Regions from separate parts of the Triticum aestivum genome. Here region 2 is linked to region 1. Evidence: chromatin contacts called from public Hi-C data. All regions are on one chromosome and are shown on one strand. The core of a region is the stretch at or near the end of the contact, and the rest is flanking DNA. Distances in the headings are between cores, read along the strand shown.

Evidence for each region. A called contact is a pair of places that touch in the nucleus more often than the background predicts.
Region 2: a contact with region 1 is called in a Hi-C map of leaf, with 4 times the contacts expected there. The contact joins the promoter of LOC123153518 here to the promoter of LOC123150936 in region 1. A contact is called at or near these places in 2 of 5 Hi-C or Micro-C datasets (both in leaf).

Annotation. Positions count from the first base shown.
Region 1 is chr7A:187,740,639-187,744,190 of IWGSC CS RefSeq v2.1, forward strand. It overlaps LOC123150936 (aquaporin NIP1-1), which reads right to left and starts at 1,519. Exons shown (of 4, transcript XM_044570734.1): 1 at 1,243-1,519; 2 at 466-885; 3 at 320-381. The coding sequence starts at 1,371.
Region 2 is chr7A:188,102,950-188,106,501 of IWGSC CS RefSeq v2.1, forward strand. It overlaps LOC123153518 (UDP-glycosyltransferase CGT), which reads left to right and starts at 1,993. Exons shown (of 1, transcript XM_044572614.1): 1 at 1,993-3,552. The coding sequence starts at 2,088. The coding sequence ends at 3,542.

The DNA.
Region 1 (3,552 bases), core at 269-2,768:
TCTACTACCCAATTTCCTTTCTTTTTGACTGATGAAACACGATACACTAGTGTTTTCAGTTGCCACTATCTTTTTGACTGAAACACGACACTAGGATTTTCAGTTACTGGTATCTTTTTTTACTGAAACACGATAGCGTAAGTCCAACGTCCCAATGCAAATATTCTTGTTCTGCTGACTATGAAAATTCTACATGGACTTATGCGGCTGTAATATAGTATGTGCTCGTAATGATGGACGTGCAAATGTGTGTGTATGTATGAGGGTCTGCATCTGTGTTAAAAAACAACAACGAAGGTAAGTATAATTATGTACGTACCCAGCTATCAGCACATTAAGCAGGATGGTTGCACCCACGGCCAGCCCTGCCAGCTCCCCGATCTGCAAGCAACGGTTTTCTCAACTCGTTAGCGAATTATACGCGAGTTTTGTTGTTAATTCGGCGACCGAGATAGATCTGCTTACGGCTCTGTTGTCGGTGGAGACGCCGGAGATGACGAACATGAGGTAAAAGGTGATGATGAACTCGAGGACGAGCGACTGCACGTCGGACCCGGTGGGGAGCGTGCCGGGGAAGTGCTCGTGGCGCCCGCCGAACATGAGCCTCAGCGTGCCGCTGGCCAGCGTGGCCCCGAGCATCTGCGCCAGCACGTACGCCGGCACCTGCCTCCACGGGAAGCGGCGCACGGTGGCGAACGCGAAGGTGACGGCCGGGTTGAAGTGCGCGCCGGAGATGTGGCCGACGGAGTACACCATCACCATCACGGTGAGGCCCCACACGATGGCCACGCCGGGGAACGTGATCTGCCCCTTGCTCTTGTTGATGGTCACCGCGCCGCACCCCGCGAAGATCAGGAAGTAGGTCCCGAAAATCTCGGCGATGATCTGGACGTACGTACAATGAATCAATAATCCACACGCAATTAACTTTCACGCAACAACATTTTCCTCCCTATCTATTCTACATCATGGATCTCCTAGCAGTCACTGTTCATGGCGGCATGCGACATGCCATTTGGTGGGTGGCTAATGGCTTGGTGTGACAACAAATTCCTCTACGAATTTGCCATTTTTGCACCCCCGGGCCTTACTCCCAGCCAGGGCATTATCCCCCAATTACCAGAAGTTTGTGCGGGCATGCAAAGATAACCGTCTAAAGATCGAAGAGAGATCTGCATGCCATTAAAGGGAGAGATGCGGATTCATGAACCCTAGAAGCGATCTTAAGGGCGCAGGGCTCACCTTCTGGACGAAGGGGAGAGAGATGGCGAGGCCGCAGCCCTGGTCATAGTCGTCCTTCCTCCCTTCCTCCATGGCGCGCGGCTCCTGAGATCCTCCATTCGTCTGGGAGTTATCGCCTCCTCCTGCCATTCCCCCTCCTCGAGCGCCCAGATGTGCGGCGGAAACACAGGAGTAGACCCGAGAGAAGTAAGGAAAGTGATGAGTAGTGACAGATGTGCACAGGGCAAGCAAGGGCTGGGATGAGATGATGACCCGGGCGCCTATTTATCGGCACCCCTATCCCTTTCCATGCCGTTTGGATTGACCGGGCCAACCTCTGCTTTGGTTAGTTGGTTGGTGCAATGTTACAGACTTACAGTGCGATGATATTCTCTCTTCCAGAAGGTGTAGTATGCTTGACGCATTTCACACGACACGGGTGAAAAAATGGTGAGAGATGAGAAGAAGAGCGCATCTCCATTGGCTGCGTGTTCACAAGAGTGCACACGGCCAGTACGTGCATTTATGTCCACATTGATGGCGGTGCGCTGGTCTACACCAACCCCAACCGTGGCAGCGAACACTCATCAACACCGCCGAGGACTCGCTCATCACATGACCGGCCCTCTTTTATGGCTGCGTGAAAACGCTCCCGGGCCTAGCGAAAAGGACGGCCACGTCCAAGGATCTCGTTTCGTTTCTTTTTGACTGACGGCCCAATGCAAATGATTACGTACCCAACGATTAGCACATTAAGCACTGAGGGAAACAGTGTGCCCACCAGGGTTCAAAGTCTTGGTGATCGCATTTATTCTAAATTTATTTCAGAATTTTTGACGATGCGCGTTTAGTGAGAAGAGACATTTCTGTCACCTACGATGACTTCGTAAAATCTCAAGATAATATGCTGGCTCAGTCTCTCGGAGGTGATCATATGGGTAGGGTGTGTGCGCGTGTTCACAGGGATGAGTGTATGCGCGTATATATGAGCGCTTGCATCTATATTGTGTTAAAAAACACATTAAGCACTGTCAACTCCCTTATCTGCAAGCCATAATTATTTTGTAAACTATGCAGACATTGATTTTACATTGTATAGATATTTTTAAAATTTCACAGAAATTTTGGAAACACGAGAATATTTCTTCAAAATGTCATGTACATTTTATTCATTAGAAATAAACATTTCTTTGTCGTAAGCCAACATTTTTTTACACTGCATAAAAAATGGCACGAACATTTGTTTTACAATACGGGAATATTTCTGTTAAATGTCAAGTATATTTCCTAATGGTACAAAACATTTTTTATAGATTGCAAAAATATTTTTAAATAGTGTACATATTTTATTAAAAAAATCATACACTTTGATGAAATGCAAGAACATTTTTCCATAGTCAAGAACATTCCTTTTGAAATTATCAACATCTTTCAAAAAATTGCTAATTTTTTATACTATGTCAATTTTATTTCAAATTCATAATTTAAATTTATTAAGTAAATTTAAGTTTTGGAAATATACGCATTCAAAATATACATAAACGTAGAAAATAGGGAAAATAAAATATCGTCTGCATGACATCAGCGTGACGCCCCATGCCATACTAGGCCGGCGCACTACCGGTGCCCTGTAGGCGAGGCAGCTGTTCATTTCGCAACAAGCGACACACTGCCGCACGGGGGAGCATTGGGCAGGGGAGGAGGGCCGATCACTATTTGGCGCTTAAGTTTTTTTTTTTTGAGCGCTTAAGTGCACGCTCAACATACAGATGGGCCGGTCCATAAAGACTGAAGACGGTGGTTATTCTGGCTTTGGGAACCTTCTGGGAGGTTCCCTCAATTTTTTTCCGTCGGGTTTTTCTATGTTTTTTCTTCTATTTGTTTCAGTTGGTTTTTATTCAGTTTTATACATTTTTTGTATTTCCTTTTATTTATTTCTTATCTTTCATTTTTCTTATATATATATATATATATATTTACTTTTCTTGTTTTTATTTTGTATTTTTTTATTTTAACGAACATTTTTTATAGGAATGATTTTTTTAAATAGATGATTTTTTCAAATACAGAAAAGATGGATGCATGATTTATTTAATAATCCATGAGCTTTTTGAAAAAAGAAAAAACACTTGAACCCATCATTTTTTTCCAAATTCGCGAACTTATTTTAAAGTCAGGGGATATTTTTAGGGTAAATCAAGAAAACAGCAGTAGCAGCTGCAACAGGAGCTGAATATGCAACAGCAGTCCAAGGACGCATACCCAGACGGAAACTAAGTTCCCACTCACGACCCATATAACAAGCTACACCAAGTAAGAAGTGTAGAACAA
Region 2 (3,552 bases), core at 743-3,242, 360 kb after region 1:
GGGTGGTTCCTTAATGGGAGAATAAAAAACGAAGCTATCATCAACCTGAGCACACTTAAGCAGACCCATCCCACACTTAAGAACACACTTAAGCAGACCCATCCCACACTACTACGCTTGAGCAACCTGAACTTGTTTACTCCACTAAATAGATAGTACGGTCACCTTCAGGCATTCATTTTTTTCAGTTTTATCACGACTCTCCAATGATTAATGGACCCTAATACGGCATTCACCAGCTCTTGCACCCATTGCTATTTACATATTGCCTTTCCCATCAGTTCGAAAGAGACCAAGTACAAGGTGGCTGACAACTTGAGGAGGAGAGCACGAGGTGGAGGATCTGCACGAGAAGGAGCAGCACTCCAAGCAGTACCAACGACACAACCTAGAGGAGCAGCAACTACAGATCGTAGCCAAAATTAACAAACCATAACCACATCCCAGTGAACCTCTTCCATCTTCGCCAGGTGGCCAAGGTGACAGCAATTGATGCGCACAGTGAACGTGTCACCGCTTGCCGATCCAGCTGTGAGATGATGAATGCATCAGGAACATGTACACAACTCACAACAGATGGCTAGGAGGCAGAGGGCGAGAGCAAGCGGAAGAGCACCTGAATGACGACGACAACATCGACGTGGACGACCGTCTCGGCGGCCGTCGCTCCTCCCGCTGATGGCGGCGCACGGCCGTTGCCTTTGGCCCTGCGTCTGTGGTGACAGCGGCGACACGCAGGTCGTCCCACGCGCAGAGGTAGCCACCGGACGAGAAACCGAACCAGAGGCCGTCGTGCTTCGGGCCGTGCTCGGCATGACCCTCGTATGGCAGTGCCCAGTTGCCAGCCTTACTCCTCAAGCTCGCCGTGTAAAGGGGAGGAGTCGGTGGGTGGCCGCGCGAGATGGACGGGAGAGAGCAGCGGCGGAGGCGAGCTCGGCAATGGGGGAGGAGAACTGGACGGGAGAGCGGCGACGACTGCGAAGGAGAGGGGCGCGATGGGGATGGCGGCTAGGGTTTTCACCCAATCGGGTGCCTCCTCTCCTTTTCTTCTTTACACTGGAAAATGACCCATACACATCACGCCACGCAAGGGCGACGAAGCGAATTCCCTCTAATGCCCTCAGCGAGATCCGAAAATTACAGGCGGTGGCACACATATTTGACTGCGAGCCACCCGCACCGGGTGTCTGCGCACCCAAGCCGCTGACAGGCCCGGCCCATGAGTGTCGGACCCCAGTAGTCAGTCACAAACGATTAAAATCCTAAAGTGGAAAAACAAACTTACTATGCATTGTTGTGAACTTGAATTATATCCAACGGCCCAGCTCACCTCAGGGGCAGATCCGATGGTTCAAATTGCATCTAGGGAGAGATCCAACGGCCAGAAATTTGAAATCGCCGAGAGAGCCCATGTTCAGACGTGAATCTAACTATGGGATGGGATGAACTGAGGCCTAAGTGCAGCAGAGGGCAGAAAGTGTGCCCAGTTTTGCTGGCCTAAAAATATGTTGGTTATTTCCAACAAGGATTACCAGCTATGCCATGTGTATTTTGTTCGGTGGGATTTTATTTTGCACGGGGAGCGTGAGCGGGTGCTCTGTCGTGCACTCTTGTATAGCTGCTGCCCTGCTTACGTGGCTGAATAATGAAGTCTCAGTCAAGTTATATAATATGTAAAATATTTTTTTTGGCACAGATCTTAATGTAAGATTTAATGAGTATAGCATCGACCGAGACTTCAAGACCGATAATGAAAATACAGGTGATATTTCCCGCGGATGCAATGGTGCTTCAGCCCTATCGTGCAATTGGTCATCTGTTGTGTTCTCGTGGAGATCTTCTTCGTTTTCGCAATAAAGTTCACGCTTTCACACCCACGATGTGCTGGTATATCTGTCCGGACGTTGCACCTACTGCGCCGCTGAACTGGTTGTTGAGTCGTGTGGTGCAGAGCACCGCTACATCTCCCAAAACAACGAGGCCCTCTGGTATTAAACCACCTGGAATTGCAGAGCTTTTATCCCTCCTGCCCTGCACGAGCCAGCCAAAAAGAGAAAAGAGAAAACATCTCCACGGTTTCGCCGGCAATGCCGACCTCCGGCGACGCCTCGGGCGCCCTGCCCCACCCCCACGTCGTGCTCCTCCCGAGCGCCGGGATGGGCCACCTCGTCCCGTTCAGCCGCCTCGCGGTGTCCCTCTCCTCCTCAGACCACGGCTGCGGCGTCTCCGTCGCGACCGTGCTCCCCACCGTGTCGTCCGCCGAGTCCGCGCACCTCGAGGCCCTGTTCAGCGCGTGCCCGGCCGTGCGCCGCCTCGACTTCCACCTCGCGCGGTTCGACGCGTCCGAGTTCCCCGGCGCCGACCCCTTCTTCCTCCGCTTCGAGGCCATGCGCCGCTCCGCGCCCCTCCTCGGCCCGCTCCTCGCCGGCGCCGGCGCGTCGGCGCTCGTGACGGACATCGCGCTGGCATCCGTCGTCATACCCGTCGCCAAGGAGCTCGGCCTCCCCTGCTACGTCCTGTTCACCGCCTCCACCGCGATGCTCTCCCTGTGCGTCCACTTCCCCGCCTACCTCGACGCGAATGCCGGCGGTCCCGTCGGCGACGTCGACGTCCCCGGCGTGTACCGCATCTCCAAGGCTTCCATCCCGCAGGCGCTGCACCACCCCGAGCACCTCTTCACGCGGCAGTTCGTCGCCAACGGCCGCGAGCTCGCGAAAGCCGACGGCCTCCTGGTCAATTCCTTCGACGAGTTCGAGCCAGAAGCCATAGCTGCACTCCGGGATGGCTCCGTCGTTGCCGGGTTCCCAAATGTTTTCTCGGTTGGGCCACTCGCTCCGGTGAGCTTTTCGGCAAGTGAACCGGCGGAAAATCAAGCCGATTATATGCAGTGGCTCGCGGCGCAGCCGGCGAGGTCGGTGGTGTACGTCAGCTTCGGCAGCCGCAAGGCCATATCCAAGGACCAGCTCAGGGAGCTCGCCGTCGGGCTCGAGGCGAGCGGCCACCGGTTCCTGTGGGTGGTGAAAAGCACCGTCGTCGACAGAGACGACGAGGCCGAGCTCAGCGAGCTGCTCGGCGAAGGCTTCTTGGAGCGTGTGCAGGGGCGGGGCATGGTGACCAAGGGTTGGGTGGAGCAAGAGGAGGTCCTGAAGCAAGAATCCATCGGTCTGTTCATCAGCCACTGCGGCTGGAACTCGGTCACGGAGGCGGCGGCGAACGGATTGCCGGTTCTGGCATGGCCGAGGTTCGGGGACCAGAGGGTGAACGCCGGCGTAGTGGCGCGCAGCGGGCTCGGCGTCTGGGAGGAGCGGTGGAGCTGGGAGGGGGAGGAGGGAATGGTGAGCGGGGAGAGTATCGCGGAGAAGGTGAAGGCTGTAATGGCGGACGAGACAGTGAGGAACAAGGCGGTAAGCGTCCAGGATGCGGCGGCGAAGGCAGTCGCCGACGGCGGCACGAGCTACCGGAGCTTGGCCCAATTCGTGCAACGTTGCCGGGATCTGAGCGTCAGCAAGGCTACATTTAGAAGAAGCGTGAACACGGAATAATTGCTGCATA